Regions from separate parts of the Callithrix jacchus genome. Here region 1 is linked to region 2. Evidence: chromatin contacts called from public Hi-C data. All regions are on one chromosome and are shown on one strand. The core of a region is the stretch at or near the end of the contact, and the rest is flanking DNA. Distances in the headings are between cores, read along the strand shown. Region 1 has its middle 250 kb from the start of SUDS3. Region 2 overlaps SUDS3 (SIN3A corepressor complex component SDS3).

What was found. Hi-C and Micro-C count contacts between places; a contact is called where the count stands out from the background.
Region 1: a Hi-C map of skeletal muscle shows a contact between it and region 2, with 12 times the contacts expected there. The contact joins two enhancer-like sites. A contact is called at or near these places in 2 of 3 Hi-C or Micro-C datasets (both in skeletal muscle).

Annotation. Positions count from the first base shown.
Region 1 is chr9:121,686,529-121,689,228 of calJac240_pri, forward strand. No RefSeq gene overlaps it. Among named protein-coding and RNA genes, the nearest start is that of SUDS3, 250 kb to the left of the region's middle. Within about 2 kb of position 1,318, at least 1 of the 16 cell types and tissues checked has an H3K27ac peak or open chromatin away from gene starts, as enhancers often do. A contact at or near this core is called in skeletal muscle, where this site is marked.
Region 2 is chr9:121,464,047-121,466,865 of calJac240_pri, forward strand. All of the region lies in intron 10 of SUDS3 (SIN3A corepressor complex component SDS3), which reads left to right. Among named protein-coding and RNA genes, the nearest start is that of SUDS3, 30 kb to the left of the region's middle. Within about 2 kb of position 1,270, at least 3 of the 16 cell types and tissues checked have an H3K27ac peak or open chromatin away from gene starts, as enhancers often do. A contact at or near this core is called in skeletal muscle, where this site is marked.

The sequences.
Region 1 (2,700 bases), core at 68-2,567, 220 kb after region 2:
AGCCACCATGCCCAGCCCTTGTATTTTTAGTAGAGATGGGGTTTCACCATGTTGGCACCATGTTGGCCAGGCCGTTCTTGAACTCCTGACCTCAAGTGATCTGTCCTCCTTGGCCTCCCAAAGTACTGGGATTATAGGCGTGGGCCACCCTGCCTGCCTGGGACTCCTTTATTTTGCAGGTGAGAGATCTGGGGATTCACGACTTGCCCTGCATTGCACTTCGGCCCCCAGACCCACTGCTATTCCTGCTGCCAACAACTCCCAACGCTCTGGCCATGCTGTACAGTGGTTTCAGCATTTCCACACGTATTGTCTTGTAGCTCCCTGAAGTTTAGGGTTTTGCATGCCACCTTTACTGTTTTTTAAAATATTCTCTCTTAAAAAATCAAAACTGAAAACCAAAAAATGTCAGCCAATCCTACGCAATATTATCAGTGAACTCGTAGTCTGATATTCTTTCAACAAATTTTGTTGAGCACGTAGTGTATACCTGACACTGTTTTAGGTTCTGGGAGTACTTCGGTGCACCAAAAGAGAAAGCCCCTGATCGTAGGGTGAGGGGAGACACACAATGAATGAATTAATAAATGTATACAATATCGAGGTGGTGATAGGTGACATAAGGTAAAATAGAGCAGGTGAAAGTGACAGAGCCCAGCAGTGTAATACAATAACTATACACATAAATTTCAGAATAAACATGGCCATTCAGGTACCATCTGGATTTGTGTTATACTACCAGGATTACATAAAATACATCATGCTGTTTGGAAAACCTTCAAGCAGCCCCAGGAAGGTGGGTCACGTGGGATCACCCTTTGTTCTTACTAAGCAGGAAACAGGTTCTGAGAAGTGTAGTGATTTTCCCAGGTCCACAGAGCCAGAAAGTGCTAGACTTGCGCCCTCTGATTCTGTCTCCTGCCTCTGTCATTTTCTACATTGGATACAAATTCTGCCCTGAAGGAGTCTGAAGTTACAGTTGACCTAGTTTCCCCATGGAGCGGGACTGCCCGTCCACATCCCACCTGGTGTTTAGCTTCCCTGCTGTGAGCTGGTGGCGTCTCCCAGCGTCCCCAGACAGGAGGACAGGTTACAATTGATCGCCCTGTTGCCTTTGCTCCCCTGACCAGGCTGAGCCACCGCCAGAGATAAACTTGCTGATATTTCAGGGTGGAGATAGCATCTCTCCAGCCACCCTCCTTCATAAGCTTCCAGTCATTGGAGAGGGCGATAACCTTATCTCGTTTTACACATGTTCCTACCTGCCTCCCAGCCCCTCATGCAGTTGGGTTCCCCAGGGGCTAGAATAGGTTCCCACCCACCTATTCAGGGTGAAAACCAAAACAGGACTCTCTACTTAGAGAATGGGCATTGGCAACCTGGTGTTCCTTTGAAGAATGAGTGCCCCATTCAAAGATGTCTTATTTGGCCTCAAAATATCTTCCTCTCCTATGAGGTATCTAGGGTTGATCTATTTCACTTGGGAAATATGAAGCTCAGAGAGGTCAAGTGACCTGCCTAAGGTTGCACAGCATAGGTAAGGAATGGCCTTAAAATGAGATAGGTAGGGCCGGGTGCCCTACCTATCTCAGCACTTTGGGAGGCCAACATGGGTGGATCACCTGAGGTCAGAAGTTCAAGACCAGCCTGGCCAACATGGTGAAACCCTGTATCTACTAAAAAATGCAAAAATTAGCCGGGTGTGGTGGCAGGTGCCACCCAAGTAGCTCCCAGCTACTTGGGAGGCTGAGGCAGGGACAATTGCTTGAACCCGGGAGGCAGAGGTTGCAGTGAGCCGAGATTGCACCATTGCACTCCAGCCTGGGCGACAGAGCGAGACTCCATCTAAAAAAAAAGAAGAAAGAAAGAAGACAGGCAGGATAACCTCAGTGCTGTTATGAAGACAAAATTAACAGTGGTCATGAAAGAAGAGCCTGACAATGAGATATTGCTAAGTGTTGATGTGCTTCCCTGGCTGGGCGAACCACACTGTTCCAGGCCAGCAATGGTACGCTGTTATGGTTCCCTTCATTAATAGTAATAATAGTCATGGTATTGGGCGATCTCTGGGGCTTGTCATGTGTCCTGTCATGGTGCAGGAAATATTTATTGATAAATTGAGAAGGCAGCCCCAGCAAGGTCAGGGAAATAATAATCCTTGCTAACATTTACTAAGCACTAACTGTATACCAGTCACTGCACTAAGTACTCTTTAAAAGTATTTTAAAATTAAAATTATACAGACAATTTAGAATAGTGGTTCTCAGCTGAGTTGGAGGACGGCAATGCGTGGGTGCCTTTGTGCTTGTCCCAGGTGGGGAGGGTGGAGGGTTCTATCAGCATCTAGTAGGCGAAGGCCAGCATCCTACAGGGCCTAGGAAAGCACCACACAACCCAAAATTATCTGGTCCCAAATGTCAGTGGTGCTGGGGTTGAGAAACTGCAGTTTAGATTCAAATAGTTCTACAAAACATGTTGCATAAAACAGCAATTTCCCAGCCTTTCTCTCCTTTTCCTCTCTTTAAAAGCAACCACTTTGCCTATTTGGTGGGTTATTTTATCTACTTATACTTTTCTAAGTAGCCTGCTTTATTTTTTGAGACTTTCTGATTACTCCATCCTGGACATGATCTGTTAGCTTCTCACTAGGAAAGGTGTGAAATTAGCTCTCTCTTCTCTGCCCCCAGCTGTTCCTGCCTA
Region 2 (2,819 bases), core at 20-2,519:
TCTGCAATTATTTATAATGGCTATATAATGATCCTTTGAGTTTTAATATCCAAAAGTTCCAAAATTTAGGGTAATGGGTTGTTTTGAATTCTTAAAAAAATAAAAACAGCATTGCGTTAGGTTGTTTACTTGATAACATTGTACTTGTCAAAAATGCTTAGAGGTCTAGTCATGCCTGAAGTAAATCATTTCTACCTATGAGGTGGCATGAGTTAATTACCCAATAGATGCTGGCGGCTTGCCTTATCCCTAAGGCTGATCTTAATGACTTCTTCCCCTCTGATTTGGTTTTCTTTGGCATTCTTCAGGAAGGTCGCTTTGTGTTATGTCTTCTTATGTCTCAGAACACATCACCACTAGGTGGCAGGCTCTAACAGCTTACCACTGAGAAGGGCAAAATGAGATGAAAAATGTTTCTAATAATGAAAACCAAATAACCTTTAAAGATCAAGCCCACACATAAGAAGCATCTTTGAAAATGATGAGATTTATCACTAACATTTTTACGGATCTGTGAGTCTTAAAGCCATGTGATATTTCCAACGATGTTCATTTTGTAACTGCGTTGCTTTGAATCTTCCTCTTTCTAAGCTTAATCCTCAGACTTTATGAGACGTGTCTTGAGGGTGAAAATGGAGTAAAATAAAATTCTTTTTGTTTTAATCTTTTTTTTTTTTTTTTAAAGATGGGGGTTTCACCTTGATGGCCAGGCTGGTCTTGAACTCCTGACCTCAGGTGATCCACCCACCTTGGCCTCCCAAAGTGCTAGGATTACATGCATAAGAATTCTTGTTTTTTTTTTTTTAAAGAAAGAACTCACAGTATCTGGTGTTTCCTAATGTAAACAGAATGGTCAGATTTGATGTGTTAGAACCCCTAAGTAATTTGAAGGAATTTTCATCATCTTTCTTACATTAGCAGCAGAAATTTAGAAACGAATGTTACCAGACACATTTAACTTTTTCAGTGAATCTGAAATTGTTTATTCTCTTGTTAAATATACTTTGAGAATGTTGCTTTCTTCTCTATTCCGTGTACTTTTCAGTTTTGGCTGTGGCAGTCAGAGACAATAATGCAGTTGTTGAAGATGGGCCCCTCTCTTCCTCAGTGACAGTTCAAAAGTGTTCCTGGGAATCCTGGCCAAGGCTTTCACTGCAGAGCCAGCCTCTCCCATCTCCCCAGGCTCATGTTTGGCTTTTGTATCTGTTTGGAGGTTTCGTTTTTCTTTCTTCGGCAGACTTGGCCTGTGGCTGAGAGGTCAGCTGCGTTTCTTTATGCTCTTTCCAGGGGTGTGGAATGTTTTGGTGCAGCCGTATTTTTGGCAGAAGATGTCTTGCTGAGTTTTAAATGGCTTCAGCAAAACAAATGGGATTCAGGCTTCCCATCTTAGTGTGAATACTTGCCCAGCTTCCTTTCATTTTGAAAGATAAGGATCTTCCCTTTGCCTTGGTCTTACACTGCATTTAAGGCATTTTATATCCGGCTATAATTTACCTCACATTTTGATTTGGACTAATGACCTCTCAAAAAATACTGTGAAAAAGCAGCTGATATTTGAAAATAACTAACTGATGGTACCAGTGGACTTCTTTTTTCTCTCCTAATTTTAAATCTGGGGCTGCTATCGTGAATCAGAAATGAAGCCACCCACTTGCTCAAGTGGATTTCACACTCCACCTTTGGTCGACACAAAAGACTAACTAAAACAGTGAATATTTACCAGGAGAATTGGGACTCCTTGAGGTTCTGAAACTATAACATGGACTCACTTTTTGGGGAAATAAAGTGTTAATACCAGGATTCTCAGTAGGATACAAAATTAAATTAATTTTGTTCCCTCCTTGCCCTACTTTTGTGCCCACCTTCTTAAGAAATTGCTTTTTCAAAATAGTACAGTAGTGGTAATTTCTGGTTTTGTTGGGTTTAATAATGAGGCACAAAGCTTTAAGAACTTAATTGTAGAGAGTCCCAGGTCAGAATTTCCATTAGTTACAAAGTAATAAAGTCAGTTTGACATGTGGGGCTTATTCTTTGTTCCTATTTAAAGTATCTTTTGTCAGCAACTGAGTTGCAGCTTGTAAAACAGGTTAATTGGCCAAAAAAAGAATAATGCACATTGTTACTACCTTATTGATGTTGTGTCCTAGCACATTTTTTATCTAAATAAATTTTTAAATTCTCCCTCCCACTTTGGTTTTTCTTTAGAAATTGAAAAGTAAATTTGTATGTTAAGGTTGTCACATACTTTTTGGTTTCATCTATAAAACTCCCCATATGAACACTTTATTTTTTAATTTTTTTGAGACAGGGTCTCACTGTCACCTAGGCTGGTGTGCAGTGGTGCGATCATAGCTCACTGGAGCCTTCATCTCCCTGGCTCACGCATTCTTCCCGCCTCAACCTCCCGAGAGCTGAGACTACAGTCCTCCACTGCCATGCCTGGCTAATATATATATTTTTTATTTTTAGTAGAAATGAGGTCTCTCTATGTTGCCTACGCTGTTCTTAAACTCCTGAGTTAAGTGATCCTCCTGCCTCAGCCTCCCAAAGTGCTGGGATTACAGGTGTGAGCCTTGAACACTTTAATATCTAAGGACTTATCTTTTCAGAGAATCCAAATAATGTAATAGATTTGAAATCTAGGGATAATGGTTCCCCAAGACATCATGTAGTGCATGAGAATCCCTTGAAGGTCTCAGAGACTGTGGTTCAGGAGGGACCTGGGGATCAGTTGGTTTGGAAGTTGACTGCTTTGGGAAGCATATTGGCCAGCTCTACTGTGGAGCAAATGGGGACCAGTGATGGACATTCAGGGCACC